Regions from separate parts of the Mus musculus genome. Here region 1 is linked to region 2. The links are chromatin contacts, called in public promoter capture Hi-C maps. All regions are on one chromosome and are shown on one strand. Each heading gives the region's core, a stretch centred on a gene start, on an enhancer-like site or on the middle of the called end of the contact. The rest is flanking DNA. Distances are from core to core; before and after follow the strand shown. Region 1 overlaps Tceanc2 (transcription elongation factor A (SII) N-terminal and central domain containing 2). Region 2 holds the start of Pars2 (prolyl-tRNA synthetase (mitochondrial)(putative)).

What was found. Promoter capture Hi-C pulls out the DNA fragments that hold promoters and counts their contacts.
Region 1: a promoter capture Hi-C map of cranial neural crest shows a contact between it and region 2. The contact joins the enhancer-like site here to the promoter of Pars2 in region 2. A contact is called at or near these places in 5 of 39 promoter capture datasets (cranial neural crest, frontonasal cranial neural crest, liver and 2 more), 1 of 484 Hi-C or Micro-C datasets (memory CD8 T cells) and 7 of 115 datasets of contacts at active chromatin or transcription factors (craniofacial prominence, embryonic basal ganglia, embryonic stem cells and 1 more).

What each region holds. Positions count from the first base shown.
Region 1 is chr4:107,138,959-107,141,658 of GRCm38.p6, forward strand. Tceanc2 (transcription elongation factor A (SII) N-terminal and central domain containing 2) reads right to left here. Exons shown (of 5, transcript NM_025617.2): 5 at 1-841. The coding sequence ends at 653. Among named protein-coding and RNA genes, the nearest start is that of Tceanc2, 38 kb to the right of the region's middle. Within about 2 kb of position 1,408, at least 44 of the 459 cell types and tissues checked have an H3K27ac peak or open chromatin away from gene starts, as enhancers often do.
Region 2 is chr4:106,649,669-106,652,368 of GRCm38.p6, forward strand. Pars2 (prolyl-tRNA synthetase (mitochondrial)(putative)) reads left to right here and starts at 1,401. Exons shown (of 2, transcript NM_172272.2): 1 at 1,401-1,463.

The sequences.
Region 1 (2,700 bases), core at 158-2,657, 490 kb after region 2:
AGAAATTTCATTATGCATCTTCAACAGAGGCTGTATTCAAATGAACCCCGAGGTGCAGGGAGGCTTCAGGCCAGCTCCTCATTAGAGGCCTCAGCATGGGGGCTCAGGAGCCCCTCCCCGAAGGTCTTCCAGGGAGAGCTGAAAGGCTCAGATAAGTGAGCGGTGGCAAGCAGGGCTGGTCGCAGGCTCCAGTGGGCTCACCCCTGGGGTAGAGCAAAGAGAGCAGACGGGAGTTCTGAGAGGCTTCGGAGCTGTCTAAACTCAGGGGGCTGGAACCGCGTGAGGAGCAGCGGTAATTGAGTTTCAGTTACCTGCAGGGTGGCGAAATAAAGTGGTAACTTCATCTGCTGACATGGGGGAGTTTAGAGGTGTCCTTGGCAAGCTCACAGTGAAACCTGTCACCCTTCCATTGTGCTGGGTGATGGTGACTGGATGGCACTTCCCAGTGACAGCCCCGTTCATCCCGTCAGGCAGCGCCAGCGCAAGGCAGCTAATGAAGCCGCCCCCACAGGCCTATCTCCCAGGGCTCCCCACGTTCTGTCTGAAGGAATGGCACCATGGGAATATCCAGCACAGCCAACATCCGCATCACCCAAACTCAAAAGAGGCTTTGAATGGTGGCGCGAGGCCCGGTGCTGGGCCCGTCCCCGGGTCACTTTTTGTGGGTCTGTACAAACGTGCCGACCGGCAGCGCTCCGCTCTTCACCTGCTCCCGGATCTCAGCTCGGTGCTTTAATGTGAAGACCAGAGCGCGTACCGTCCTCCGGTAGGGCCCGTTAATGAGCCGGGAGCAGAGATGAAACGTTTCCCGCTCAATATTTTCAACCAGTAGGTGATCCATCTGAAAAACAGCAAAATTATCAAATTAGGGCCTTGCGTTGCATAAGGATTAAAGCAAGAGAGGCTGGCGCTCTCTGCTCTGGGGCTTCCATTAATCAACTGAAATTCAAGGACATCTACTTCCTGTCACAAGAGAAACAGGAAGAGCAAATTAATTCCACCCTGGCAATTAAGGAACAAGGCCATGTGCTTTGTGACAGGGACCTCATTCACAGCCCCTGCCGGGTGGTAATATTTGCCATTATAACAGGAAACCGGCACCAGGCCCTGTGCTTTACCAACCAGGAAGCGGGGGCCCAAGGATAATAAATCAGAGTGACGATGCGTACCTCTTTGTTTTAAACGTGCCTTTTAACTTCATATAACATCTTAGATGTGCTGGTCTGGACCCTGGGATGCTTACAGAGCAGTTTATAAATCATGCTCATGTTTAATATTCGTAACTGATTATCACGTTTTACATCTGAGGAGGAGTTTCACAACTGAAGGGGCAGGGCTGGACACAGCCTGACTCCAGAGTTCAAGCATTCTTCCCTTCAGCAGAGACACTCCTTGGCTGAGTCTGGATGGGGAAGCCAACCGGACAGGGTCTCTAACAGTGCGGGTGATCTGCCCCAGGTCCAGGCCAGGCCGAGGTCATAGACCTAATCAAGGGCAGCCTCTGTGGCTGGTCAGGGACTTCCAACCAAGCCCACTTTTCCAGGCCCACCTCCTAGTAGCCAGGGCTGCCTTTCCCTAGGAATCACTCTGCTGGTTTATGTCAATTTAACACCAGGTAGTCATCTGAAGGAGGGAGCTTTAACTGAAAATGTCTGCGGAAGGTCAGGCTGCAGGCAAGTCCGTATGGCCTGCCTGCCTGCCTGCCTGCCTGCCTGTCTCTCTCCCGCCCTCCCTTCCTCCCTCCCTCCTTTTTTGTTTTTTAAAGAAAGGGTTTCTCTGTGTAGCTCTGGCTGTCCTGGAACTCATTCTGTAGACCAGGCTGGGCTCACACTCAGATCTGCCTTCCTCTGCCTCTGCCTCCCAAATGCTGGGATTAAAGAAAGGCATATGCCACCACACCTGGCTGTAGAGCATTTTCTTATTTTGTGGTAAGGCCTAGTCCACTGTGGGTAGTACCACTCTGGGTTGGTGGTCCTAGGTTCTGTAAGAAAGCAGGGTGAACAAGCCAGGGGAGGCAAGCCAGTAAGCAGCACCCCTCCATGGCCTCTGTGTCTCCTGCCTCTGGGTTCCTGCCCTGCTTGAATTCTTGCCTTGGCTTCCCTAAGTGAACTGTAATTCAGGGTGTTTCATCACAGCAACAGTAATCCTAACCAAGACACTCTGCTATGTTGGTATGTCAAGTTTAAGCAACCCCTACTCCAACACACACACACACACACACACACACACACACACACACACACACACACACAGGGAAAATAAAAAAACCTTAGTGCAAAGACTGAGAGTTCTTTAGGCTGCAACAATGTCCTCAGCGTTCCTTGATCACTGTCACAATACACTGCAGTTCCCCTGGTAAAACATCCTTCCAAATTGGAATCCTATTTACTTATGTACTGACTGGTGCTGGACACTGAACTGGGAACCTTACACGTGCTAGGCACAGGCTCCAGCACTGAGTTGTAGTCACAGCCCAGACCAGTTCATTTCTCTCTCTTCAGCCCTTCTTAGGCACTTAGTGTGGCCACGACACCCGGCTCAGTAAGAGTTTCTATTGCTGTGACAAACACCGAGACCAAAGCAACTTGGACGAGGAAAGCGTTTATTTGGCTTAGGCTTCCACATCATTGCTCATCATCAAAGGAAGTCAGGAACCTGGAGGCAGAAGCTGGTGCAGAGACCATGGAGGAGTGCTGCTTA
Region 2 (2,700 bases), core at 151-2,650:
CCATGAGGCTCCACTGCAGGCCAGTCTTCTTGATTAATGACCGACATGGGAGGGCCCAGTGCATTGTGGGAGGTGCCACCCTTGCACATGTGCTCCAGGGTTGTACAAGAAGGCCGGCTGAGCAAGCCATGAGGAACAAGCCAGTAAGCGGTATTTCTCAGTGGTGTTTGCTTCAATTCCTGTCTCCAGGTTCCTGTCCTGAGACTTGACTCCTCGCTACCCACCCCCACCCCAGGGATGGACGGTAACTCATAAGCTAAAACAAACCCTTTCCTCCCCAAGTTGCTTTTGGTTGTTATCTTTCTCACAGCCACTGAAAGCAGACTAAGACACTTGGTCGGCTGAAGTTTGACTGTGTCAGCTTACAGGCCATCACTTCTAACATGAATGTTGGGAGCTGTTTTCCCCATTCTCTGCTTCCCCACAGCTGCAGCAGTAGCGTGTACTATGTAATTATTCATAAACTATTTTGTGAGGGCTGGGGAGACAGCTCATCAGGTAAAGTGGGTGCCATGAAACATGAAGAGGGGGTTCAGAGCCTCAGTGTATAAGGTAGAGATGGATGAGAAACACCTATGAAAGCTTTGGGCCTTCACACACTAGTTCACACGTGTATATGTGTTCCTACACACATACAAACATACCACATAACACACTTATGTAAACCATGTACATATACATCTTGTAAATGAAGAAAAGACCCAGCCTCATTGTATGTGTGTGTGAGTTTGTGTGGGAGTGGAGGTGGGTATCCTCAGTGGTCAGAAGGTTTTGGAGTTCCCTGGAGCTGGCGTTTCAGTGATTGTGGGTGCTGAGAACCGAACACTGGTTCTCTGAAGCACAGCAGTGGTTGTTAACCAGCACAGCAACGAATGTTTCAAGTCGCATCTTCAAGACTCAGGGACACTCGCCTTTGAGAAGCCACATCCGTGCTCTCCAGTTCCCCTGGTGCTTTTAAGCCTAGTGCTTCAGCCTATATTAAAATGTCTTTATTAAACCCCATCTCTGCTTCATAAAATTTTTTAAAAAGACTTCCTTGGCTATTGTAATACAGGTGACCTTATGCAAGTGTTTCATAGTTTTAAACTCATTTAAATTGTGGCTTGTTCAATCATAGCGTAGATTTGAAACATAGCTATTGTCAATGAACCTGCTCTCCACATAGACCGGGCCTAGCAGTGGGCGGTAAAAACAGGACTCAAATCCTTTAAAGTAAGGTTTGATCATAGAGTTGAACCTTGCTAATTCCTAGAGGGCACTTCCGGAATCTTGGCGGGAGAGCGAGGCTCTTTGGTTTGCTTTCCGGAAAACCTCTCCAGCCTCTCTCCAGAGCGTGGGACCGGAGCATCCCGCCCCCTCCCGTGAGTGCGGCTTTCCGATTGGTGAGAAACACAGGGGGCGAGGCTCCGGCCATGTCGGCGCAGGCGCACTGGCTTTGCGTGACTGAAGAGCGCCCGACTCAGGTATTGAGTTGCTGCTGGTGAGCATCGGTGGCCGCTGGACTTGGAGGGTGGCTAGGAAGGGCCCAGCGAATCTAGGGACAGTTTCTGGGCACGCGCACCCACGATCTGGTGTCTGCTGTCTCGCGTGCATCCTCTCAGTCGCCACAGGCTATTGGATAGTCGTGTGCTCGGTTGCAGTTCACCTTTCCCCATCTCCACCCCCGCTGTTTGAGAGCAACACTTCCGCCCTAGTTATCCTTGCGTGGCCCTTACTTAGAGGCACAGAGTTCCTAAAAGGGCCCATTTTGGACCGGTCCCGGGGATGACCTGGTGGCTCAGCCGCCTTAGGGTTCTAAAGAGGAATGAAGTGACCGCAGTACGCTCACTCCTCGTAAAGGCCAAGATAGAGCAGGGGTTGGAAGTTTCATCGCTGTTGTATGCTGCGCTGACGTTGGTGGTATTTGGAGGCAAATTCCCGCAATCCAGAATGGCCATGGGCCTTTTGATGTCACCTGACACAAATCAGAGCCTATGACCCTATGATCCATCTCAGAGCCTATGAATTGGGCATCATAATACACAAACCTTTAGGGCACTAGGCATTGCAAGCACACTGTGTGCAGTTTTCCTGACTGGATCGTGTGTGTGTTCATGTACTGTGTACCTGAAATAGGGCGAAGGCAGGGAAAAGGCCTCTTACAGGTGAGATCTGCGGTACACTCGAAAGGCAGCAAGAAACTGTCATTACCAATGCCTGTGTTAAGTTGAAAGTGTAAGGAATGCAAGGAGGCCAGTAGAGACTGTTTTAACAGTCACGGATGATGGTATCTTGAACTGAGGTGCAGGCTGGTCAGGTGGAGCAGGCTGGGCCAGAGGACTAAAAACTGTGACAGTACTGTGGAGCAGAGTAGATGAGGGCAGGTTTCTGGTTTGGCCAGAGGGTGCTTTGCAGGGTGATACTCAGATCTGCAGGGGCACCATTGTCTGAAGAGATTCTGCCTCACTAAGTTTCAAATAGCGTGTACTATGTTCTCCAAAGATGGGAGAATATATAGGTCAGAAATTCAACAGTTTGGACAGTGAAGATGCAAACTGACCAGGAATGTGTGGTGGGTGAGAGGAGCAGTTAAAACAATATTGACTTTTTTGTTGCGGCAGATTTTCATTTCCTCCGATGTCCTGGAACTCAGATGTGCAAACCTAGCTGATTCTCTTACCTCTGGCTCCCAAGTGCTGGGATTACAAATATGCCTCAGCG